Linked DNA regions of Sus scrofa: all the other regions are linked to region 2. A link is a contact called in public HiChIP or PLAC-seq data. All regions are on one chromosome and are shown on one strand. The core of a region is the stretch at or near the end of the contact, and the rest is flanking DNA. Distances in the headings are between cores, read along the strand shown. Region 1 overlaps CSRP1 (cysteine and glycine-rich protein 1). Region 2 overlaps NAV1 (neuron navigator 1). Region 3 holds the start of NAV1 (neuron navigator 1). Region 4 holds the start of CSRP1 (cysteine and glycine-rich protein 1).

Region 1 (6,223 bases), core at 362-2,861, 170 kb before region 2:
AAACCCATGTTGTCGTGAACAGACCTTTCAAGGAGAGTCCCTTCTGCTAAGAGCTCAGGAAGAAGAGCTGGAGAGAAAGCCTGGTTGTCTTAGGGGAAAAGGAGGAAGAAATTCTGAGCAGACTATAGAAATATGTGTAGCCAAGGCCATTCTGAGGGCGGAAATGAGGACCACATTATTGGAAAGGAGGCAAGGGGACCCACGTTATAAAGTAGCAAAAGGGGCTCCCGTTGCGGCTCAGTCTTTTGGGGGGATTTTTTTTTGTGTGTTTTTTTTTGTTTTTTTTTTTTTTTTTTTTGTCTTTTTAGGGCTGCACGTGCTGCACATGGAGGTTCCCAGGCTAGGGGTCCAATAGGAGCTACAGCTGCCAGCCTACCCCACAGCCACAGCAACTCGGGATCCGAGCCACGTCTGTGACCTACACCACAGCTCACGGCAACACTGGATCCTTAACCCACTGAGCAAGGCCAGGGATCGAACCCTTGTTCTCATGGATACTATGTCCTCATAGATACTAATCAGGTTTGTTAACTGCTAAGCCACGACAAGAACTCCATTTTTTAATTAAAAAAATTTGTTTCGCCTTTTTTTTTTTTTAGGACCGTGCCTACGGCATATGGAGGTTCCCAGGCTAGGGGTCCAATCAGAGCTGTAGCTGCTGACCTACACCACAGCCACAGCGATGTCAGATCCTTAACCCACTGAGCAAGGCTAGGGATTAAACCTGAGTCCTCATGGATCCTAGTCGGGTTGTTAAGATGGGAACACCCCCTTGTGGCTCAATTGGTTAAGGTCTGATGTTATCTCTGTGAGGGTGTGGGTTCGATCCCTGGCCTCACTCAGTGGGTTAAGGATCCGGGGTTGCTGCAAGCTGCAATGTAAGTCACAGATGCAGCTCAGATCTGGAGTTACAGTGGCTGTGGCTGTGGTGTCGGCAGGCAGCTGTAGCTCCCAATCAACTGGTAGCCTGGGACCTTCCATATGTGGCAAACATGGCCCTAAAAGGATTTTTTTTTTTTAAGTAGCAAAGAACGGGAGTTCCCGTTGTGGCTCAGTGGTTAACGAATCCAACTAGGAACCGTGAGGTTGAGGGTTCGATCCCTGGCCTTGCTCAGTGGGTTAAGGATCTGGCATGGCCATGAGCTGTGGTGTACTGCAGATGCGGCTCGGATCCCGCGTTGCTCTGGCTCTGGTGTAGGCCAGTGTCTACAGCTCCAATTGGACCCCTAGCCTGGGAACCTCCATATGCCGTGGGTGCAGCCCTAGAAAAGGCAAAAAAAAAAACAAAACAAACAAAAAAAAAAGTAGCAAAGAACGAGCTGGAGTGTGTCCAGACTGGGGTGTCTCGTGAAAGGTATTTAGCTGAGATCTCTGAGCAGTGTGGAAGGAGCAGCTTGGCTCCTCCTGGCTGCCGACTGTGACACTTGAGGAGGAGGAAGTGGCCTCAGTGGAGCCAACCGGAAGCAGAACGAAATGATCTGGAAAAGTCCCAGCCTGTCCCACTGCAAAGAGAATTCAGGTGCGGTCGAGTGACCTCTGATAAGATGAGTGTAGGTCAACCGCTAAGGCAGCACCTCTTCTGTTCTCCAAGACAATGAAGGGGTGGCCAGAGGGTGACTCACACCAGGGACTCCACGCCCATCACAGGGAGCACAAGGGCCGCCTCCGCCCAGGCTTCTGACTAGGAGCTGCCACCAGGTGGCGCTGGTAGAGTGGGGGCGGCACCTGCCAGGTCGTGGGGGTGGTGGTGGGTGTGCGGGGGCACGAGGCCACGCCCATGGGTCCAGAAAGTGCAGAATCCAAATCTAGCTCTGTGGGCTGGGGATCTGCCTGGTCCTGGGCTTCCTCCAAGCTGTCACTCCTTTCCCACCTCTCCCTCCGGGGACAGGAATGTCTAGCCTAGGTGGGTCCTACTTTCATATTTTAAAAGCACAGACCGTGTTTGTTTGTATGTTTTCACAGATTCACAGCTGGAGAGGAGTTTGCCTCAGGATGCGCCAGACCTGGGGTCTGTCCTGTGGCAGATGTGGCTCACACCTCCTGAGCCCTTAAAGTAGATGCTGGATGGAGAGCTAAGACTTGGGCTGCTGGGATGGAGTGAATGAATTTCGCATGTGAAAAGGACATGAACTGGGGTGTGGGGGGCGAATGCCACCGGCTGAATGTTTCTGTTCCCCCAGATTCACATGTTGAAACCTATGCCCCCAGGGTGCGGGCATCTGGAGGTGACACCTCTGGGAGGTGATCAGGTTGTGATGGTGGAGCACCCTGGAAACCCTCTCCCCACTCTTACCATGAGGACACGTGGAGAAGCAGCAGGCCCTACCAGACACTGACCTTGGACTTGAGTTCCAGCCCCGGACTCAGAAGTAAAACTTCATGTCCACCCCCCACCGCCCGCCCCGCAGAAGTGAGCTTCCTGGATGTGATACAGAAGTTCCTCGGCTGAATTTCCCTCTCACTCTGGGGTTTTCCAAGCTGGGCAACGTGTGGGGGGGCTTGATGAGCCCCTCGAGTTCCCAGCCCTAGTTCCCACCCCAGATGTGGGAGTCGACAGGGCAGGGCAGCAGGATCAGGCCCCCCTGGGCAGTGGGCTGGGCTGGAACAGACACCAGGGGGGAAGCAGTCACTTTCTTTCCACCAAACCTCCTCTCACGGGCTGTTCCCGACAAGTCTGCTGCAGCCGGGGGGTGGCAGTGCCCCCACAGAACAGGACAGCATGGGCTTCTCTTCTGACAGCTTTATTGACGGGGCGGGGGGTCAGCTTGAGTACAGGCCACGCTGCAGCCCCCAGGCCAGGTGGCAGCGGTCCTTCCAGCCCCTGGGGCGGCCGGGCCTGGCTCCTCCCTGTCCTCCTGCTGCTCTTGACCTGGGGGACCTGGAAGGGGTGGGTGGGGTGGGGTGGCCAGAGAGGGGTCCCTGCTGCACAGTGGGGTGGCAGGGACAGGGGTGTCCAGACAAAGGCTGCATGTGCCTCCCTCCACTGCTGATGGCCAGCAGGCGTGCTAAGGACAGAGCCTGGGCCTGGCCTGCGCCCAGCCGAGCAGGAGCTGCCCGCTAGCTCAGGGCCCAGGCCTCACACCAGTGTCGCTGGGCTGTTTCATCATCAAGGCCCCCCTCAAACAGGGAGCTCGACGCCTGGGAAGGCCAGACCACATCCTGATATCAGAAGGCCCCCCTCCCCATGGAGGAGCACAGTCCTCCCAGCCCACCCCCCACTGGGACCTGCTCCCTCCCTGCTCCCCTCCTCCTGGGCCCCACTGATGACAGACACCCAGCCCAAGAGGCTGAGGACTCTCCTGGGGGGGGGGGTGTTGGGGGGACAAAAGTCCTGAGGCCTCCTGCTGGTCCCAGGCAAGGGGGGAGTGCCTTCGAGGAGTGGGGCCTCCAGCAGACCCCCAGATCGAGGGAAGCCAGACACCCAAGTTCAAGTCCTTAGTGATGTGTGCAGGGCTGAAGGGATGAATCCTGGAGGTGGCGAGGCTGCCGGGCGGGGGATGGTGATGAGAAGCGTGGGCATGGGCAGCGGGGCAGGTAGGGCTCACTCAGAGTGGACCAGGGCCCCGGCCCCTTGTCCAAAGCCAAAGCCCTTGGGCCCGAAGTTTTTAGCGTAGCATCCTGCAGAAAGAGGAGCAGGTGAGAACGCCACACCCCCGGCCCTCCCACACAGCTCCTCCCCGCTCCCCCCAAGGCAGGGCCTCTGGAGCAGCAAGCCCACCAGCACCCCCACCCCAATACCAAGCCCAGCAGTGAGGAGTTTCCTGGCCCCAGAGTGGAGCCAAGTACCTCCCTGTCCCAAGAGAAGCGTCAACGTGTCAGAGCTTAGAACTGGGAGCGGGGAGCCTGGGCTCCACCCATCCTGCCCAGATCTGCCCCCCCGTAACTCTGGTAACACTTTCCCCCTCTGGCTGTCTCCCCAGCTGTCACACGAAAGGATCTTGCTCGATGCTCTGGAACGGATGGAGGCCCCGGAACTGGTCGACAGCTAAAGGGCGTGACTGCTTGGGCCTGGGGCCCATCAGACCTCCTGGGAACAACACCACCCACCTTTGCAGTAAATCTCGCCATCCTTGTCGGCCAGGGTGGTGGACTCCAGGCCTTTACCGCACTTGGCGCATCGGAAGCAGGACTTATGCCAGGACTGGAAGGGAAGGAAACAGCTAACGCTGCTGCCCCTAGTCCCACCCCCCTGACAATGAAGATACCTCTGGGGCCGCAGAGGAGGGAGCAGCCAGTGACAACCTCCCACCTCGGAAGGTCCTGCAGGAAGCTGACGAGCTATGGGGCAGCTGCACCACCAGGGGCAGGTGGGAGTTGGGACCACCGCCAGGGCAGCTGTTCCCCCGAGTTCGGGCTGGGCCAGGCTTGTCCTGACCTCGCTGCCCGGGTCCAGGGGGTGTGGGCATGGGCTCAGAGCCGACCTGGCAGCACTGCTCTCAGCTCTCTGCCTCCTCCCTTCCTCCCCAGAAGACCCCTGCCTCCCTGGCAGCTGGTTGTGAGGATGGGACAGATAACCATGTGCCTGGCCTGGGGGCACCTTTCATGATCAGCAGCCAGTGTCCTGTCTGCCCGAAGGCTGTCACCTGGAGAGGGCTGGCGCTGTCTCCCTCATGGGGAGCTGCGGAGGGTGTGGCAGGGGCCTGGCACACAGAGGGGCCGGCACTCTGGGGAGGAGAAAGGGCGGGGAGAAGCCTGCAGAAGCCCTTCTGGCTCTTAAGAGGCTCGTGGCACGGCCCACACCCCTGCCCTTCTCATGGAGAAGCCGGCGGGCCTGCACACGTGGTAGGACCCAGCGCAGGCCCTGGGCTCAGCGGCAGCTCCCAGCAGCACCGCGTGTGCAGACAGTCCTGCCAAACCAGGAAGGCGGGAGGCTGAGGCAGCAGGGACAAAACAAGGCCTTTTAAGGACAAAGAGACTCCCTCGCAGGCCGGTGCCTGGGCTCGAGGGTGAGAAAGGAAACTGCAGCTCCTTAGGTTTCCTGGCAGCCAGACCGGCGCGTGTCGGCTCCCGCCTGGGGCTCCAGGGACCTCGGAATCCAGAGCGCTGAGACGGGGCCAGACCCCCACACTTCGCCTGGCACCCCCAGCAGACATCAGCTGTAGCTCCATCCTCTGTGCAGCTTGGCTGCTGCCCCGTCTCCGGGCAGGAGAAGCGACCACCGCCGCCCTCCCTCCAAACACGCTCTGGCTTCCGCTGGTGAATTTCATCTAATGCGCCCCTGCTCCTCTTACGCCTTATTCCACGGCTCCAGCCATGGATGGGGCTTCTCCTCCCTCTTCTGCCTGAAAACACCCTCTCATCCTTCACCTTAGACCCCGCCTACAGGATGGAAATACTGACTCAGGGGGTTTCTGGTAATTTCCTGTGCTCAGAGGGAGACACAGCAGCAAAAACACCAACTTCATAATATTAACAGATGTCTCCTATTTTCACATCAGGGAATCCAGGGCGAGGGTCCTCCTTTTGCTCTCACAACAACCGAATAACGACAACACAGCTGACTTGGGTCGACCACACCGCAGGTGCTGCGTTGGGTGTCCAGCGTTATCTCACTTAAACTCACGTGCGACATTCTAGAGGCAGCACGAGGCTCAGAGAGGGACGTGATGAGCCCAGGGCCACACAACTAGCAACCGGGTTGTCCCTGTGCAGAGTCACGACCCCCTCCCCCCAGACAGCTGTGGACATGGGCTCAGAGACGGGAAACGGCCCAAAGTCCAGTAAACACAGTGAGAGCGAGGTTTTGGGAGCCAAGCCAATGGGGCTTGACCCAGAGCCTCGCTGTTCCCGCCGGAAGATCTGGCAAATGACTCAATACCCGGAACCTTGGCTTTTCCATCTCTAAAGCAGGGTACCAGGTCCATCTCCAGCATGAGTGAGGGCCGGTCAGAGACTCTGCTGCAGCTAAACTCAACCCCCATGCATTCCCCACCCTCCCCAGCCCTTCCTGGAGGCTGAAAGCCTTAGAGGCCAAGACGAATGCAGGCCCAGAAAAGCTGCAGACGGGCTCCAGGCCCCGCTGCTCCCTGGCTGGCCACGTGCCCCTCAGTCGGGCTTCACGTGAAGATCCAAAACCCTCCTCCAGCCACGCATCCTGAAGAGGCCTGTTCTGTAGCTCCCGGACTGCTGATCTGAGGCCACAAAGCCCGGGGCACCAGCTCTCCACCCCTCCCTGCAGCCTCGGGGGTGGGGGCACTAGCAGAACATACAGGGAAGGGCAGGG
Region 2 (6,059 bases), core at 2,401-4,900:
ACACAGAGCGACCCTCCCTAGGCTGGCCACCATGTGAGTTAAGACACTTTTCTCTTAAACAGAGAAAAAGAAACATCTTTTTAATGGAACATTTACCCATCCACTCTTTTATATGTCTTTTTTTTTTTTTTTTTTTTTTTTTTTGCGCCTCACCATGGCATGTGGAAGTTCCTGGGCTGGGGATCCAACCTACTGCAGTGACCATGCCAGCCCTTAACCCACTGTACCACAAGGGAACTCACTCCTTTTGCTTGTTTGTTTTATGTCCTTTTAGGGCCAAACCTGCAGCATATGAGGGTTCCCAGGCTAAGGGTTGAATCGGAGCGCTGTAGCTGCCAGCCTGTGCCACAACCACAGCAACCAGGATCTGAGCTGCATCTGCAACCTATACCACAGCTCGCAGCAACGCTGGATCCTTAACCCACTGAGCGAGGCCAGGGATCGAACCTGCATCCTCATGCATGCCAGTCAGATTCATTTCCGCTGAGCCACGATGGCAAGTCCCCCTCCTTTTTTTTTTTCTTTTTTTCTTTTTTTTCTTTTTTTCTTTTTGCCTTTTCCAGGGCCGCTCCCACAGCATATGGAGGTTCTCAGGTTAGGGGTCTAATCGGAGCTGCAGCCACTGGCCTATACCACAGCCATAACAACGAAGGATCCGAGCCATGTCTGCGACCTACACCACAGCTCACAGCAACGTGGGATCCTCAACCCACGGAGCGAGGCCAGGGATTGAACCCGCAACCTTGTGATTCCTAGTTGGATTCCTTAACCTCTGCGCCAAGACGGGAACTCCCTCCTCCTTTTTAATATACTTTTATTGTGGTCGAATCTCCCCATTTTTTTTTTTTTCTTTTCTTTATCGGCTACCCTGCAGCATTTGGAGTTCCTGGGCCAGGGATCAGATCCAAGCTGCAATTGCAACCTGTGCCACAGCTGCAGCAATGCTGGATCCTTAACCCACTGTGCCAGGCCGGAGATTGACCCTGTGTCCCAGTGCCCCAGATGCCACCCACCCTATTGCACCACCGCGGAAAGGCCTCTCTCTGTCCTTGAAGCGCTCACGGGGCTCCTGCTCTGTGCTGTGGCCGGCTTGGTGCGGGTGGTGCTGCCTTGTGTTGTGTGGAGAGGAGTGGGGGTTTCTTCCTGGACTCGCCGTGCCCTGCGCTGCCTGTGACCCTCTCTGAAGCTTTGTTTTCTCATCTGTGAAATGGGGCAGCACACAGCTCCCCAGGTGTTGTGAGGGTCCAACTTGATGCTGCCTGCTGAGAGTTGTCACGCTCGTCCCTGAGTCCCTCTTGGTCCCCTGCTCTTTGGGACTGCTCCGTCCCTGGGGTCGTGCGTGCCTTGTTCCTCATCTCTGCCAATCCCGTGGCAAGCACCACCCTGGCTCAGAAACCCACCTCTTGGCACCGAGTCCCGTGTTTTCACACAGGCACGTTATAGCACCAAGCTTTAAAAATAAATGTACATTTTCTGACCCTGTGTTCCATGCCAAGACATCCGCACAGCCCCAAGCAGCTCACAAGGTGACCCTTGCCAGGACAAATAGGCATGGGCGGCCACAGGCGTGACACACGAAGGCTTGTCTTTGTCCCCACCAGCCAGCTGCCTGGAGCTCCCAGAATGAGACCCCTCCCACCCAGACCCCAGAAGGGAGGGGCAGGCTGGACGGGGCATGGGGCTGGTCCTCAGGAAAGGTGCCTCAGAGGTTCTGGAAGGGCCTTGGGCCTGACTGCCTCCCGCCCTGGCTGACAAGACAGAGCAGCTGGGCTGAGCTTAGTCTTGGGGAAAAAATACCTCCTGGAGGGCACCTTTCTGGGTGGGGAGGGTGCATGGGCTCTGGGCAAGAACCGCAGAGGGTCCAGACAGGAGCCTGAGGGCAGAGCTCTTGGGCGCCTCTGCCAGCATCCCTGGGTCCCCGACGCTCCCTCTCAGGGAGGCTTTGGGGGATCTGCTTCCATTCCGCGACCTGGGTCCCAAGGTCAAGGACAAGTCTTGGGGCAGGGCTGACTGAGGTTTCTGCCCAAAGCCTGTCCCATCCGTTTTCCGCCTGGACTGGTGGAGGGAGGAGAAAGTTCCTGAGCCCTTCCTTCTTGCTCGTGCCCTTGGTTTGGGGTGTTTTCAGCCTGGGAGGTGGTGGGTACATTTCTGCTCTAGTTGAGTCTTCTCCAAGCTAGCATGCGCCCCTCACCTCCTGGGGATGTGGTCGCCCTGCACCTCTTGGCCCCTCACCTCCTGGGGATGCGGTCGCCCTGCACCTCCCGGCCCCTCACCTCCTGGGGATGCGGTCGCCCTGCACCTACCTCATCCAGCTCCTCCTCTTCTCCCCCTAGACCCAGAGTCCCAGAGGAAGAGGACAGTGCAGAATGTTCTGGATCTCCGACAGAACTTGGAAGAGACCATGTCCAGCCTGCGAGGGTCCCAGGTGACTCACAGGTGAGAGCGAGCTGCCCCCTTTCCCTCCATTGTGGAGAGCAGGGCCCATGACCTTGGCCCAGGCATTCGAGGTTGGCAGCCATGCACAGACACTCACCGTGGAGGCAGAGCTCCGGGTGGGGGCTCCCGCCACATCCACACGTCGGCAGGGGCAGCATGGCCTTGCCTGGTGTCTGCTTCTGCTTGAGAATTAGATTCTGTGTAATTAGGTTGGAGCATCATTGGAAGTGGGATGGGCAGCAGAAGCCACCGCAGGGCTCAGGGTGTGCCCATCCACGCCCTCCCCGCTGCTTTGCCTCACCATCGCCAGGAGCTGTTCCCTCCCTTCCTCTTCCGCTTCTGAAGCCTCTACTGTGCCCTTCCCGACACCCAGGGTCGTTCTTGCCCCTTCAGCCGGTGGCCACACAGTGGCCTGCATTCCACGCCACGTGGACGCCCCTCCACCTGCTCCTCGAGGCACCTGGGCTCTGGCCGCCGGGCGGGGTGCTCAGCCCTCCCATGGCACCTCTCCTACACCGGCATCCTGGCCGCAGGCTCTGCGTGACTCAAAGTTTCCCCACTGGCTCCTCGGGCTGCCCGGATGAGCTCATGCTGTCAGCTCCAAGGGGGACGGAAGGCTGGGCTACACCCTGGGGGTGGAGGGGAGCAAACCGCCAGGATTGAGAAATCCTGGGGGGCGTAGAGCAGGAAGGCTGAGAGAGGGGGACAGGCAGCCTCTCCAGCTGGACTGGAAGTCGGTTCCTCCCCGCCTCCTGGGGTTGGAAAATGAGAACAAAGTTGGGATACAGGGGCAAGGGGAAAGGGCTTTTCATAGCCCAAGTGTGTGGCCAAGTGAAGTCCAGACTAAAGTTGCATACCTCCAGTGACAGAGAGCTCATCACCTCTCAGCCCTCCTCTCCTTGTGGAGGTGGCGGGGGGTGGGAGGGATGGTTATGAAGCAGAGCTGAAATCAGGCCTCAGGGGCTCCTCCACCCCCACGTCGCCTCGCCTTCATTTCTCCATCCTTCACAGCCCTGAGTGGGAATCCAAGTGGGACAGAGGTCTGGCTCGGCCTGGCTCACCATTTCAGGGTCACAGCAGATCAAATCTTGAACGTCCTCCTCCCCCAGCCAGGGAAGGCGTTGGAACAGGGCTCAGCACCAGCTCACCCACCAGCCCCGTGCCAAGAAGGTACCAAGTGCTTGGTTCCTGTGAGGGCCACGCCCAAAGTGACTCACCCACGGGCAAGAACAGAAGCAGCAGCCTGGCCTCCTGTTCCCCTGCCTCCCAGCCCCCAGCCTCCCACGTTAAGGCAGCCTGACCTCAGGCAGACTCTGCTTTCTGCTTGGCCGGGGCGGAGTGGGAAGACGGAGGCCAGAAGCCGTTTGCTTGAGGTTGACTGGCTTGCAGGGAGCGCCTCTGGCCTCTGGCTTCTCTCTCCCCTTATGGGAGGAACCCAGAGCCCTGAAGCTGGTTTTTCTGTTTACTCTGGACCCAGGGCCACTTCCTCTCTTGGCCTTTGGTTTAGATTACTCCTGGTCCACACTTTGGTAGCCAGAACAATGACTCCCTTAGTTTGTATGGCTCATTTATTGATGAAAGTGTGCTTTCTATCAGTCGGCCCTTCCTTCTGCCCTGGGAGGAGTGGACAGGATGTGTACACATCCCCTGAGTCGGAGAAAGAGCCGTGGGAGGCCGGGGGAAGGGGTCACATGCTGGAGTCACACAGACCAATCGGGGTGGCTTCTGCATCCAGCGAGCTTAGAGCCCAGCCGGCTGTGCACAGGCGCCGTGCTGGACAAACCCAGCCTCCATCCCGGAGGAGCCTGTGGTCCAGTAAGGCTACTGCCACGCTGGAGCTCACAGGCTGAGCCTAGATTCAGTTCCTTTTTGGAAACCTTACCTCCAGCCCTGCTTCCTCTGTTTCTCTGACTGGTTCCCCCAGCAAGGAGAGAGGCTGGGCTAGCGGGCTGGGGCGGGAGAGGAAACGGAATCCCCCTGCCACTGCATCATGCCCTCTACCCCAACAGTGTCCTCCCCAGAGAGTTGCAAGGTGGAAGGGCTGAATCCAGGACCCAAGTTTGGGCTAGAATGTCCTTTGCCTACTCAAAGGGGTCTAGAGGTGCAGCTGGGAATAAAGACAGGCAGCGAGCTGGAGTGGTACCTATAGGGCAGAACGCTGAACAGGCTGCCTGCCAGGACCAGTGGGCGAGGCAAGGGCCTGCCCCACCCCTGTGGCTTGAGCACCAGGTACCCACCTGGCACTGTGCAGACTTCGATACGGGGGAGGGGGGTGTGACACAGGCCACCACGCAGGACCAGGGGCTCGCCTTCAGGGAACCTCCATCCTCTCCCAGGGCTGCAGTAAGCAGAACAGGGTGTGACACAAGGGACAGACAGAATGGCCCAAGGGGAGAAGCTGGAGGAGAAAAACCATTTTCTCACCATTGGTAGAGACAGTTTTGGAGGATTTGGGGCCCTTTAAGGAACTTTACAAAAACAGGAATAGAAAAAGCAGTGTCCCAGACCCATCTGACCCCCTAGAGTGACTAAAAATGGATGTCTTCGCAGAGTTAAGGTTCCAGTGCTTTGCGTAACACATGTTGCCTCCCCCCCACACCCCCGTGCCCAGCTTTCTTGGCCCCCAGATCCCATGTCGAGAATCAGCTCCGTCTGGCTTTATTCAGGCCCAGCCACTGAGACCCTCCCTATGGTTGATTTGGGCTGGGTGGGATTGTGGGGTTCTGAGTGGCCTGTCCAAGTAGACCCCACTCTGCTTTCTCCTCTGCAGCCCCTGTGGCCCTGGGGAACAAAGGACACCTCGCTCTAGAGGCCCGGACCCCTGGACTCTGGCTGTCCAGCACTAAGCTGCCTCCCTGCCCTGGCCCAGTAGGGCCTGAGGCTTGGGGCTCCAATGGCCATTTCCCCATGACTTCTCCTCTGTCCACTCAAGGCTGCTCTGTCCTCTGCCGAGGTCCTGCTGCTTCTTCTGATGCCCCTGCCTTGGCTGGCACTAGGCTTAGGATACCTGCCGCACATCTCATCAAGTTCCCAAAGCTGGAGTTCCCCTTGTGGCTTAGGGGTTAGCGAACCCGACTAGTGTCCATGAGGATGCGGGTTTGATCCCTGGCCTTGCTCAGTGGGTAAAGGATCTCGCATTGCCGTGAGTTGGCATGTAGGTTGCAGACATGGCTTGGATCCCTTGTTGTAGCAGTGGCGTAGGCTGGCAGCTACAGTTACCACTGGACCCCTAGCCTGGGAACCTCCATATGCTGTGGGTGTGGCCCTAAAAGACAAAAAAAACAAAGTCAATTTCCCAAAGCTTAACCTTCGCGCTCTGTGCCCCTCTGCTGACTGCGATCCAGTTAGGGAAGCAACCAGCCCTGAACTGACAAACGAGATGGTAGACGGCCTGAACAAAACAGATGATCAAGGCCCTTCACACTCCCGCGGCTCCCCCAGCTCTCACTGGCCCCTTCCCATTTATTGAGCACCTTCTGTATACCAGGCACTGTGTTAGGTCTTGCACATGTGGTGCTTACAACTCTATGTATGATCAAGTAGCTGTTAATGCTTTTGCCCCCATTTTACAGATGAGGAGATGGAGGCTTAGTGAGGTTTCTGATTTTCTTCTGGCTTGCTGA
Region 3 (6,024 bases), core at 2,864-5,363, 130 kb before region 2:
GTTGTGGGTTCGATCCCTGGCCTCGCTCAGTGGGTTAAGGATCCAGCATTGCCATGAGCTGTGATGTAGGTCGCAGTGCGGCTCGGATCTGGTGTTGCTGTGGCTCTGGGGTAGGCCATTGGTGACAGCTCCGATGAGACCCCTAGCCTGGGAACCTCCATGTGCCACAGGAGCAGCCCTGGAAAAGGCAAAAAAAAAAAAAAAAAAAAAAAAAAAAAAGGGAGAGAGAGAGAGAGAGAGACTCTACCAGAAATGTGTGGGGAAATAGACATAGTCCTGAACTTGGTTGTGGTGGCAGCTGCATCACAGTAGCTTTACTACGAAGCATGGAAACGCACACTTAGAATGGGTGACTGTCAGGGTATGTTGATTATACCTCCCAAAAGCTGTTCAGAGGAAAGAAATAAATGTGCTGAAGCTGGTAAATGACAGAGACCCTGGCTGCGGCCCCGCCCCACCACTAAGCCCTGCTTTCCTCTGCGGACCCCCAGCAGCCAGACTCCCTGATGCAGATGCCTGGCTGGAGGGTGCAGGCAAGACCCTGACCTCAACTTCATCACCTATAAAACAGAGACAGGAGCGCCCCAGTGGCTCAGCATGTTAAGGATCTGCCGTGTCACTGCAGCTACTCGGGTAGGTCACTGCTGTCCTGTGGGTTCCATCCCTGTCCCGGGAACTTCTGCATGCAGCAGGTGCAGCCAAAAAATAAATAAAGTAAAATACAACAGATAAACATGAGACGTACGAAATGCTTAGACTACAGCTGGTGTCCAGCGAGTGCTCTGGAGGCTGGACGATGGCTCTTTTCTTGGGATGACTCTCACCAGAGCCTACTGAGAAAGAGGGAGGCTGTCTCCCCAGCAGCCCCATCCCTGCCCTGTTGGCCCCTTAAAGAGGCACCTCTCTGGAAAAGCTGGCTTTGGCCAAACACAGTGACTAGCTGTCAGCACATCTCACTTCCTGCTACCAGAGAGAAAGGGAGAAACAGTGCCTTCCCCACAAGGCCGTGGCTCCCTCACTTCTCTAAAGCACCCTGCACTGCACCAGCCTTCCCCACGGACTGCTTCTCCAGGGGCCTGAGCCAGCGGGTGGGGCCGACTGCCATGCCCATGCCCCACCCAAAGCACTGGCATGAAGGCCCTGCGGGCTAAGGGAGGAAGCTAGAAAGGCCGAGCGTTGTTAGTATTCAGATTTCTATCACTCAGAATGAGTTTTGCACGGAGCACAGAACCAGAGTGCACGTGGTGGGATGGGGTGAGGGGAGGTGTCTTCTATTTCCAGTGGCCTTTCTCTTGATATTTGCTCAGCGCTGTGTCAACCAGCTTCTCTTCTGTTCTCTCATGAGGGCTCTCCCAGGCCTTGGTAGGTGGGGGGGGAGCCCCTGGGTGTCCCCCCGCCCCGCCTTTCGATGAGCACACGGCAAGGGCCGAGCCAAAGTGAGGACTCAGATCCTCTGACACCCAGTGTTTTTCCACTATGCTTCTGTGGATGGAGCCAGAGGCTTCCCAATGCTGTTTATTAAATGCCTGAGAAAATAAAGTCTTGCCCTGTGCTCCCCTCTGGCCAAACGGGCTGCTCTGGCCACCCTGCGGGGGAGCCGGCAGGGGCAGACAGTCCCCGGGCTGCATAGGGTGTGGGAGCTCTGATGTTCAAACCCACCCCGGGCCAAACGTAAAACAAATTAGCTCTGATCCTCAGACCTCAAGCTGGCAGAGCCCCCAAGATCTCAGGCCAGGCCTGGAGATGCCACCTGCTGTGCTTGCTCGGGGCTCCTTAGGGGCTCCCTAGGCGTCTCACCTCAAGCCAGATCTGAGACTTCGTGGTGACATCAGGCTCCTGGGCTGATTTTTTTATAACCCATTTGTCACACTGACATTAATCCTCTTGTTAACAATCTCTTTCCTCAGAGCAGGCCTGGCTTTAAGCTGGGGATCGAGGGGGGCATGGGTTGAAGGGTCTCAGTGAGGTCAGCAGGCCTGGAGGCCACCTTGAGGGGACCTAAGTTGGAGCCAGGGTCCCCCACACGCCTCCTGCATCACCTCCCTGCAGCCAAGCCCTTCTTGACTTTCCTTCTTATTGATTTTCATGTTTAAGGAAAATCCATTTGCTTGATTCAGAGCAACTGAGTCATCACTGTGTTGGGAGGAAAACCACTCACAAGGCAGGCACTTGGCAGCGGCCTTTCTGGGCTGGGCGGGACCCTGCTTTCTGCCCAGACGGCGGCGCTGCGTCTGCGGTCCCGGGGGCCTTGCCCCGCCGCCGCCCCATTTCCACCTTTGCTCTCAGGCACCAGCACAGCCTCAGCCCTTCCCCACGACAAGACCTGGTCTGTTCATCACCCCCCACCCCCGGCCCGTCCACCTGCTGGCGTGTTAATCTGGACACCCGCACTGTTGGAGGGCTGTGACTGGGACATTTGGGGGCAGGGGACAGGGATGAGCAGCCATTCATAAAAGGGGGGGGAATACTGATGGACTAGATTTAACCCTCAGAAAGCCATGGTTTTGGCCTTCTTCCCCATTCAGCACCCAGGCAGCAGCATCTTCCCAACATTATGGGTGCGGGTGGGGCCCTGAGTCCAGCCTCCCCGAGGGTCAGCAGACAGTTCAGGCCCTGATACTGGCTGGCAAGCCTGCTGTGTAATCCTCAGTTCCCTGGCTTAGGAGGGCCAAGGAGCCCAGCCAGCCCACACCCCCATGAGCCTCGAGAAAGGACAGTGCTTCTTCTTAAAGGACCAGGCTCCCCTTTGCTGGCCCAGGAGCCTGTGAAAAGCAGGAGAGGTCCCAGTTAGGGCACCGCTGAACGCCAAACTGGATGCAGGGTGCGGGGCTCAGGGATCAGGATAACAACAAATGGTTACAGAGTAGTTCCAGGCACTGTCCTGAGTGTGTCACCTATACTGTCACACTTAATAATCCTCCTGACAGTCGCGGGAGACAGCAGCTATTATTACTGCATTTCATAGAGGGAGAAACTGAAGCACTCAGAGGTTCAAGAATCCGTTCAAGTTCCCAGGGCTGGTGAAGCGTAGCTCCAGGAACCCAGGCAATCTGCCTTCGAGCCCGCACTTCCAGCTGCTACACACAGGGTGAGGGGCTCATCACATGCACGGGTTCCTCTGAGATGCCCCCACCCCCACTCCGCAGAGACAACTCATTTCTTTCACAGACAAAACCATCTAAAAACCCTTTTCCCTGACAAGGTGGGATTCCTCAGTGTCACTTCTGGCCCAGTATCTGGTGTCCCTTTGTTGTTCCCTTATGGCCACCCACAGCCACTGTGACCTGAGTGACTCGATGGGTGTGGCAGGGCTCTGGACTCTTGAGTGCCGCTGCTGGCCACTGGTTGATGTCCCTGGTGAAGGGTTCTAAGACCCAGGGAGCTGGCTCTTCTGAAACTAATGTTTGAGGGTGGGGGGGAGGCGGCAACATCTCTGATCGCAGACTCCAGGGTCCTTGGTGGCACTATTCCCTGTGTCCCAGAGTCCACCGTCTGACCTCTGATGTGCTCTCTTGGGATGTAGGGCTGGGGGCCTGCACTGCACAGGCAGTGCCCTAGGTTCTGACGGAAGCCCTCCTTCCAGCCATTCTGCAGGTCTGGTCACCTCCTCTCCCCACCCCACCCCTGAGGTCCCAGAAGGAGGAGGGGCAGGAGGTGGAATGGAGTCCCATGCCTTGTATTACTGAGCACCTACTGTTTACCTGGCTCTCCTGGGGTCTCCCCTCTCCCCTGCACCCGTGTCCCAGCTCAGACAGGGGGACAGAGGAAGGAAGGGGGCAGGCAGACGGGGTGTGGGGGGTGGGCTGGCCGACCCATCTGTCCCCTCTCCTAAGAACTGCCCAGCCGGCCGAGGACTTGGGTGGGGGTGGGGGCGGCCGGGCCTGGAAGTGGCGGCGGCGGCCCGGGGCCAAGGAAAGGCTCGATTGTGCGAAGGCTTCCTGCCCGCCACCCAGCTCCTCCTTTCTGAGGCCGCGGAGGCGGGACGGAAGGCGAAGGCAGGAAAGGGTTACGGGAATAGCGTTCCAGCGACAAAGTCTGGAAGGGACCGGCGCCTCCGCCCCTCTGCGGGTTAAACGGGCCCAGCGCGGGGGGTGGGGGAGCGAGGGCGCCGAGCGGCGCAGCCTCCGCCCCCCGGCCCGGGGAGGCGGCCGGCGTGTGCCCGGGGCAGCGGGTCACCAGGCTCCGCCCCGCGCCCGGCCGGGACGCACTTTGTTCGGGATGCCGCCTCCCTCCGCGTCGCGGGGCCGGGGCCGCCGGCGGCCCTAGTGCCAGCCCGCGGCTGGACGCGGACGCGGACGCCGAGACTCCGCGAGGGCCCAGCCGGCGCGGGAGCCCGAGAACTTTCTCCTCGCGCCGAGGGCTCGGCCGCCGCGGTCCGGATGCAAGGAGCCGGGGCCCGGGAGTGCCGGCGTGCCGGTGAGTTGCCTGCGCGGAGACCGGGCGGTCGCGGGGCGGGGCTGGCAGGTCCTGCGGGGCCGGGACCGAGTTCCCGGGGCGCGGGTAGGGGAGGTGAGCTCGCGCCCCCGAGAGGCTGCGCGCTGGGCGCGGAGAGGCGCTGGAGTAACAACCGGGGTGCCAGCGGCTTCTCGGGAAGGTGCGTGTCTTCATGTCCCTGTGGGGCAGCCCAGGAATTGACTCACCAGGGGCCACTCAACTCCAGCCTTTCCGAGCCTCGGTTTCCCTTGCGGTGCAGTTGAAAGTGTGTTGAGACCCCATGATCAGAGACGCCGAGGAGTCCCTGCCCACACCTCCCATCCCAGGAGAGAAGAGCTGGGCAAGTGACCTTGGCTCGCAGGTCTAGAAACCCTCGCTGGCGGGGGTGATGCGCTGAGAATCGCCCTCTTGGAGCAAGCTTCCCGGAGGACAGGGAGAGAGGGGAAGAGAACGGGTGGGCTCGGAGCTCACCTGGGGGTCCCCTTGCTGGGGCCCTCTGGTCCCTTCTATGCTCGGAGCTGATAGAAACTGGTCGGAGGATAAAGAACCGGCCAGGTCTGAAGGGGGCAGAGAGGGTAGGCGGGGTGGGAGAGGCTGACCGGTGGGCGGTGGGGGCCCTGGGCAGAGGTGACGTCCATCCGGCAGCGAGGGTTCCTTGTCCCTGAGCCCAACACAGGAAAATCAGCTGGCGAGTCAATGGGACTTTGTTAGGACAGCCCAGGGCGCAGCTGGCGCCGGCTTCTGGGAAGCGCCGGATCCCCCTGGATAACGTGCTGTTTATCCGGCTTCCTGTTTCAGTGGTTGGGACCCCATTGGCTGGTTCAAATGCAGTGAAGCCTGCGGCCTCTTGGCGCTACAGAAACCTAGGGTTTGCCTGGGTTTGCATCTTGCGTGCGGTCTCGTTCCCCTGCGTGTGTCCCGTGTGTCCCCTGCAGTCACTTGTCCTAGGGGTTGAGGAACTTCGCACAAAGACACCCCCCCACCTCCCGCCACCCACTCCTCTCCACGTGGGCCGAGCTGCCACCCTGTAGATCCCGGCTCCCTTCCAGCCAAAGACACAGATGACTCCAGCCTGCTTATGATTTGTTTTTTAATCCTGCTTTGAATTTTGGTTTGTGTGTCTTTGGGATTAAACTGAGCAATGAGACAGGGAATCGCAGTGGCTGTGGATTTCCTCCCAGGTGAGCGAGATGAGCTTTATGGGGTCCGCACTTTCCCCAGTGGTTCAGGAGGCGAGTTTTTGATCAGCTTGTGGTTCTGTGCCTGCTTGGCTCTCCCCCAGGATGCTCAGGGAGCAGATAGGTTCTCACGTCTGTCCTCCCAGGTCAGGGAAGACTGGGCAAGGCTTTTCTGGTCTGTACTGCAGCCTCGAGGGGCTGCTTCCTGAGTTTCCCAGGTTCAGCAGGAACAGCCCCTACTCTGAACTCAGGAAATGGATCTGAGCTCCCTCGGGGCAGATTTCACCTTCCGCTTTGTGTTTGTGTCTCCGAGTGAGCACCTTCCTGCCAGCTGGCTTGTTTTACCACCTGCAACAGCCAGCGCTTAGCAGGTACATTCTAAATGTTTGTGGAATTAATACAATTGGAAAAA
Region 4 (6,227 bases), core at 1,412-3,911, 150 kb before region 2:
CGGATATTTCCTTAGCAAGTTGCCTCTGAAATAGGAAACGCAGAGGAGCGTGATAACATGGTAACTGAGTGTGGCTTTTGGAAGGTGTTTGCCTGGGTCTGAATGGCAGCTGAAACCTCTGAGCCTCAGTTTCTTTGTCTGTGAAATGGGGAGTACCCATCCCCACCCCGTACAGATAACATGAGAAGGAAGCAGGCCAGACCCTGGGGCACAGCTGGTGCGGACACCTGCCACTGTTCTCCCGGGGAAGGGCGGCTCTAACGCTGCCCAGTTTTCTGTCTCCTTCCTTATCTGCCAACAGGTCTGAGTAGTGGCAAAGGGCAACCTTTCTTCTCTCGAGCGCCTCAAAATATTTAATGCAAGATCCCTCTGTCTTCTTTAAGTCAACTTTTCATAAGAGGCCGGCTTACAAAAATATTTCAACTTTGGCAGCCTCTCAAGAAAGCCTCCCCAGTTTGCCTTCCCACCAGGAGACCCACGGTAAATAGAAAGGGTGTCACTTTTCCCCCACCTGGTCCTCAATCCCACTCACAGGGAGCAACCAGCGAGTAACCCTTGCCAGATTCACTGGCATGCATGGCAGTTCAGCCCAGAGCCCAGCCCCATCCTGTCCATTCACCAAATTTGTACGGATCACCCACCAAGTGCCAGCACACAGCCCCTGGGGCCAGGGAGGACTCCCAAGCTCCTGAAGGGCAGATGTTTGCCATGAGAAAACACCCAGGCTGGAAGGCAGGTGCTCCTGCAGCCAGGGCCCAGCCCGGGGGGGCACTGCTGGCTCCCACCCAGAAGCAGAGGAGGTGGGCCCACCCTTCAGTTTCTCCCTTGTGTCTCCCAGGACCCTCTACGGGCAGCGCTGCCCGCCCACAACACACCCTCTGTGGGATAAACTTCCTTCTCTGCCTGCCTGTCCCCCCTCCCCCCGGATTTCCTCCCTGAGGCACAAGGTCACTCCCTGGGAGACCAAGAGCAGCCACAAGGATAGTCTCTCTCGCAAGAAGTGACCCTGCCGGCCCGCCCCCCCCACCCCCCGCAAGCACTTCAGCCCACCATGAACATCTGGAGGCCAGAGGTGAGCGCAGCAGTGAACACTCAGCACCTGGTCCCCAAATCCCTCAGGGAAGAAATTCCAGCCTGCCCTGAGAGGACAGCACCTCCAGCCTGCTGAGCTTCTGGGAGCAGTGGGGAGGCATGGGGTGGGGGGCTGGGGGGAGGCCAAGGAGAAGGGAGCCACTGTCCCCGCTGGGTTCCACGTCTGTGCAAGGCTCTCCCAGTGCCAACCCTACAGGAACTGAGCGTGAGAGGGAGGCGACCTGTTTAAGGCCACGGGTTCAGGATCAGGATCAGTTCCCCTTCCAACAACCTCTCACCGAGTGGGTTGCCGTGTTCACCAGAGCCGGGTGTACGGACCTCTGGGGGTAGGAGCCCAGGTGACGCCCTCTCAGCTGGGTGGGCCTAACCATCCACTCACACCCAGGGGCAGGGGTGCCCCCGCCTCCGGGGAGCTGAGCCACCCAGCCTCCTGCCTAGACCCAGATTTGATTAGATCACAACTGTTTGCAGAATTTGCACAACACTCTGGGGCCTGTGAGAGCAGATAAAACGCCTGCCTCGTGGTTGCTGGTGGGGCAATGGACTGCAACTTTCTCTAAGTGTGTTCCCCACTTCAGGGACTGAGGCCACCAAGCACTGTGGGTCCCTTCAGGCTCTGCGATGGTCCCCACTCCTTTAGACGAGCCGGCGGGGGCGGGAGTGAATGGGGCGCGCGCAGTGGGAGGTGGGGGGCAACTCCATCTAGTCTTTTGAAAAGAGTGAAACCAGCACCTGCGCTGCGCAGGGCAGGGCGCAGCTGCCACGGGCGGGCCCCCGAGGCCCGACGGTCCCCACCCTGCCCGCGGGCGCGTTCCCCCAGGGCAGAAGGGCGGGGGCTGCAAGAGGCTCCCACCCCCGCCGGACAACAAGCGTCAGTGCGCGCAGAATGGCCCATTGTTCCGCCTCGGGACCCGCAGGCGGTGGGGGGCGCCGGGCCGTCCCGGGACAGGGGCACGTGGGGGCCCTTTGTGTCCGGGGAACCCGGAGCGGGGAGGAGCCCCGCGCCTCCTGGAAAGAAACCCGCGCGGCCACTTGGCCCCACTCCTCGGCCTGCGCGGGCCCCGGCCGCCCGGTGTCGCGTCTACCCTCCCCTGCAGCCTCCCGAGAGGTGGCGGGACAAGAAGGCCGGGGGCGTCCAGCGCGCGCGGAGCCGGGGCGCGCAGAGGAGCCAGGGCGCTCGGGGGTAGGGGCGGAGGTTGCAGCGGAGCCCAGCGGGGTGGCCCAGAGGGGCTCGGCGAGACCCCGCGCACTCACCTGGCGGCGGTGGTGGCTGGGCTTTCGGTAGCGGCAGCGACAGCGGGCGGCGCTCTGGAAGCGGGGCTGGGCTCGTCCGGCCCGCGCGCCGTTTTGTTCCGCTCCCGGGGGGCGTGTCCCGGCCACGCCAACCAGTGGGCTTTGCACACTGCACCACACCAGCGCCGATGTCACCACACCGGGGCTGATGTCACCGCATCGGCGCTAAGGTCTTGGCGCAACCCCCCAACCCCCCAGCGGGGTCCCCAGGCCCGGGGCGACCCGGCTGCGCCCGGGGGACCCCCTGTGCCCCCGCCACGGAGGAAGCCGCGTCTCGCACGTGCCCGGAACTTCTCAGGGTTTCCTGGCGGCCGGATGCGAGAGGGTGGAGACACAAGTCTGAGAGCTAAGACTTCTGATAAAACCTGCGCCACAAGAGAAGGGGCGGGCGTGGATGGCGGTGGGGACGGTGGTGGGGTCTCACTTGTTCTGGCGGCAGGGTGGCAAGGACACATCTGAGCACCAGGGTAAGAGAGGCCTGAGTTCGGATCCCGCCCCTTCCGTGTACTAGCTGTTGCCCTGGCCTAGATTCCAAATCACCCCCCACCCCCGCCCACAGGCTCCGCATCTGTGAAGGAGCTGTAATCCACAGGGAAGGGGTGTGTTTTGGGGGGAGACGGGGCAGATCTTCTAAGCCTTCTACGCCCTCAGCAGTGGCCCTCGGTGAGTGTAACGCCCTCCTCCAGCAGCTCTTCCTTCTGGGCTTCCCCAATCTCCCCTGCTCTCCAAAGGAGGCTGCCCCACCCCTCCCCCAGAACAGCAGCTCTGAAAAGTGGGTGCCGCCCTCAGCAGCTCCCAGCCCTTCCTGTGCCTGCAGCAGCGGGCATCTCAGAGGTCAGAGCCGCCCGCTCCCTGCAGAGCTGTTCCTGGGTCAGGATAGAACCTCCACCTCTGTCCTGGGCAGAACAGCCCAGAAACCTGGGGCTCTGGAGGGAGAGGGAGTCACCCCCTGGCAGAGGGGTCCTGGTGGGGGGCAGAGCGAGCCCAGCTCTAAAGGAAGGTGCCGGAGTTCCCCTCGTGGCTCAGTGGTTAACAAATCCAACTAGGAACCATGAGGTGGCAGGTTCGATCCCTGGCCTTGCTCAGTGGGTTAAGGATCCGGCATTGCCGTGAGCTGTGGTGTGGGTAGCAGACGTGGCTCAGATCCCGCGTGGCTGTGGCTCTGGTGTAGGCCAGTGGCTACAGCTCCAATGAGACCCCTAGCCTGGGAAACTCCATATGCCACGGGAGTGGCCCTAGAAATGGCAAAAAGACGAGGAAAAAAAAAAAAGAAAAGAAAAAAATAAAAGAAGGTGCCATCTGCTCCCCCAAGTCCTGTTCGGAGGAACACGGAGACCTGAGAGAGACTGAGAACTTAGGGAGACAAAGCACTTCTTTGGGTCCGCGGTGTCGTAGCTCATTCACTGCATTTCCAGGTCGAATGGCACCCTTTGCACTGGGAGCACACCGAGTGGGGTGCAAACCACACTCAGACCTCGGCGCACATTTCGCTGTGCTGTGCCTGCTCCCCGGGTGCCCTGCTGTTTGCCCTCATGGGCTCCAGTGTCTCTGAGAAGGAAGCCTCCTCTCGCCCATGGCTGTGGCCCCGGGGGCAGGTCTTGGAGGGCTGCTGGGCAGCTGGTGGCCCTTCCTCCGGGTCACGCACAGGTGCAGCTGCCACATCTTCCAGCCTGGACAGGTGTCGAGGCCTCAGACCCTCACAGGCCTCATTTACAGCCCCAGGTGGCCGAATCATCTCTCCTCCAGGAATAAAATCAAGCATCTTAGAATCCAGAAAATGAGGTGTTTATCTGGGCTTTTCTGACTTCCTGGCCTAAGAAACAGCTTTCTTTGGGCCAGGCCCATCATGCAAACAGGGCCTCCAAGGAGTTCCCGTCGTGACGCAGCAGAAGCGAATCCAACTAGGAACTATAAGGTTATGGGTTCGATCCCTGGCCTCGCTCAGTGGGTTGAGGATCCGGCGTTGCCGTGAGCTGTGGTGTAGATCGCAGATGCAGCTCGGATCTGGTGTTGCTATGGCTGTGGGGTAGGCCAGCAGCCGTAGCTCCGATGAGACCCCTAGCCTGGGAACCTCCATATGTCATGGGTGTGGCCCCCAAAAGACAAAAACAAACAAATAGGGCCTCCAAGATTGGGATCACTGACCGACCAGGATTTCTTGCAGATTCGGCGGTTCTCCTCTGAGCCAAGTGAGAACTAGGGGCAGAAACCAGGGGAAGTTCTGGTCCTCCGTGCGCTGAGCCAGCAGTAGATAAACAGGCACATTAAACTGTAGGACTTCGTCAGGTCAAAGGCCAGGGGCTCGCTGCCCAAAGAGGGTGGGCTCACAGGATCATCCTGCCTCCCGTCAGTTCACCGGATCCTGAGCTGGGAGCTTTGGAGTCTTGCCCAAACCTTTACAAAAGGGCAAACTCCTGCCTCTCCTTCTTGGGTCTGGGCTGGTCCTGTCTGGGTGGTGGGACTGCCGACGGAGTTCTGCAGTGAGGACAGCCAGCCTGCGCTGTGAAACAGCCTTCAGGGAGGTCCAGGAAACCGAGGTCACCCCTGGAATCTCCGGGAGGCTCTCCAGCACCTCGCTCTGAAATGCGGTGGCTGGGGACCCGTCGCGCAGCCTAAAAGGCTGCTGAGAGTGGCTGGCTCAGTGATGGTATTCGTGCAACACTAAGGCAGCAGGACCGTCCCAGACAAACCAGGCTTTGTAATCGCCTTGCGGGCTTCATTCCTCTCCCCGGTGGGGAGCACAGGGTCAGGGAATTTGCACAGAGAAAGTGAGCACCTGCAGGGCTGGGGTTCTGTGGGGAGCTGCCTGGGCGCACAGGGAACGTGCTTAGAGGAACACGCTGCCCACCGGCCCTGGGACGGTTATAGCCATTTCTCAGCTGAGATGAACCCAGGAGAGCCAGGCCCTTGGATCCCCAGAGCCATGACGCCCTGAAGGGGCTGAACTTGCGCTGTGAGCCCCAGCTCCGCCATCGAGCATGGGACACATTCTTGGCAGAGCTTCCTAGTGGCTCAGTGAGTTAAGGATCTGGCATGGTCACACCTTCGGCGTAGGTTCAAACCCTGGCTCTGGAACTTCCACATGCCTCGGGTGCGGCCCAACAATACATAAAGAAAATAAAATATATTCGTGACCCCTAGACCCGTCACAGGGAGAATTTTGTGATGCAGTTATCACATCCCTGTGTTGTGTACCAGGACCTAACTTTGTGAGTTGTGTTGTAGGTCAATTATACTTCAAACTTGTAGAAAAAGAGATCAGATTTGTGGTTAGCAGAGGAGGTGGGGAGGGGAGGGGAGAAATTGGATGAAGATAGTTAAAAGATACCAACCTCCAGTTAGATGATAATAAGTATGAGGGTTGAAATGCGTCAGTAAATCTGAGAGTTCTCAACCCATGGGAAAAAACAGGTTGGTGGGTTTGTTTTTTTTTTTTGTCTTTTTGCCTTTTCTAGGGCCGCTCCCGCGGTATATGGAGGTTCCCAGGCTAGGGGTCCAATTGGAGCCATAGCCACCAGCCTACGCCAGAGCCACAGCAACGCAGGATCCAAGCCACATCTGCAATCCACACCACAGCTCACCGCAACGCCGGATCCTCAACCCACTGAGCAAGGCCAGGGATCGAACCCTCAACCCCATGGTCCCCTGTTGGACTCGTTAACCACTGCACCGTGATCAGAACTCCTTGTTGTTGTTTTTTTCAATGAAGTATTTCTTTTTTTGTGTGTCTTTTTGCCTTTTCTAGGGCTGCTCCCGCGGCATATGGAAGTTCCCAGGCTGGGGTCCAATCGGAGCTGTAGCCACCGGCCTACACCAGAACCACAGCAACATGGGATCCGAGC

Evidence for each region. HiChIP or PLAC-seq counts read pairs in DNA pulled down with a chosen protein or histone mark.
Region 1: a contact with region 2 is called in an H3K27ac HiChIP or PLAC-seq map of alveolar macrophages. The contact joins two enhancer-like sites. A contact is called at or near these places in 2 of 2 datasets of contacts at active chromatin or transcription factors (alveolar macrophages and skeletal muscle).
Region 3: a contact with region 2 is called in an H3K27ac HiChIP or PLAC-seq map of alveolar macrophages. The contact joins the promoter of NAV1 here to the enhancer-like site in region 2. A contact is called at or near these places in 1 of 5 promoter capture datasets (liver), 5 of 47 Hi-C or Micro-C datasets (embryonic fibroblasts, fibroblasts, mesenteric adipose tissue and 2 more) and 2 of 2 datasets of contacts at active chromatin or transcription factors (alveolar macrophages and skeletal muscle).
Region 4: an H3K27ac HiChIP or PLAC-seq map of alveolar macrophages shows a contact between it and region 2. The contact joins the promoter of CSRP1 here to the enhancer-like site in region 2. A contact is called at or near these places in 1 of 5 promoter capture datasets (skeletal muscle), 3 of 47 Hi-C or Micro-C datasets (embryonic fibroblasts, retroperitoneal adipose tissue and subcutaneous adipose tissue) and 2 of 2 datasets of contacts at active chromatin or transcription factors (alveolar macrophages and skeletal muscle).

What each region holds. Positions count from the first base shown.
Region 1 is chr10:23,840,405-23,846,627 of Sscrofa11.1, forward strand. It overlaps CSRP1 (cysteine and glycine-rich protein 1), which reads right to left. Exons shown (of 6, transcript XM_003357676.4): 5 at 4,048-4,141; 6 at 2,726-3,618. The coding sequence ends at 3,542. Among named protein-coding and RNA genes, the nearest start is that of PHLDA3, 16 kb to the left of the region's middle. Within about 2 kb of position 1,612, at least 35 of the 83 cell types and tissues checked have an H3K27ac peak or open chromatin away from gene starts, as enhancers often do. A contact at or near this core is called in alveolar macrophages, where this site is marked.
Region 2 is chr10:24,011,966-24,018,024 of Sscrofa11.1, forward strand. It overlaps NAV1 (neuron navigator 1), which reads left to right. Exons shown (of 31, transcript XM_021064517.1): 5 at 2,334-2,436. Among named protein-coding and RNA genes, the nearest start is that of IPO9, 95 kb to the right of the region's middle. Within about 2 kb of position 3,651, at least 32 of the 83 cell types and tissues checked have an H3K27ac peak or open chromatin away from gene starts, as enhancers often do. A contact at or near this core is called in alveolar macrophages, embryonic fibroblasts, liver and 4 more, where this site is marked.
Region 3 is chr10:23,881,608-23,887,631 of Sscrofa11.1, forward strand. NAV1 (neuron navigator 1) reads left to right here and starts at 4,114. Exons shown (of 31, transcript XM_021064517.1): 1 at 4,114-4,416.
Region 4 is chr10:23,861,359-23,867,585 of Sscrofa11.1, forward strand. CSRP1 (cysteine and glycine-rich protein 1) reads right to left here and starts at 2,662. Exons shown (of 6, transcript XM_003357676.4): 1 at 2,347-2,662.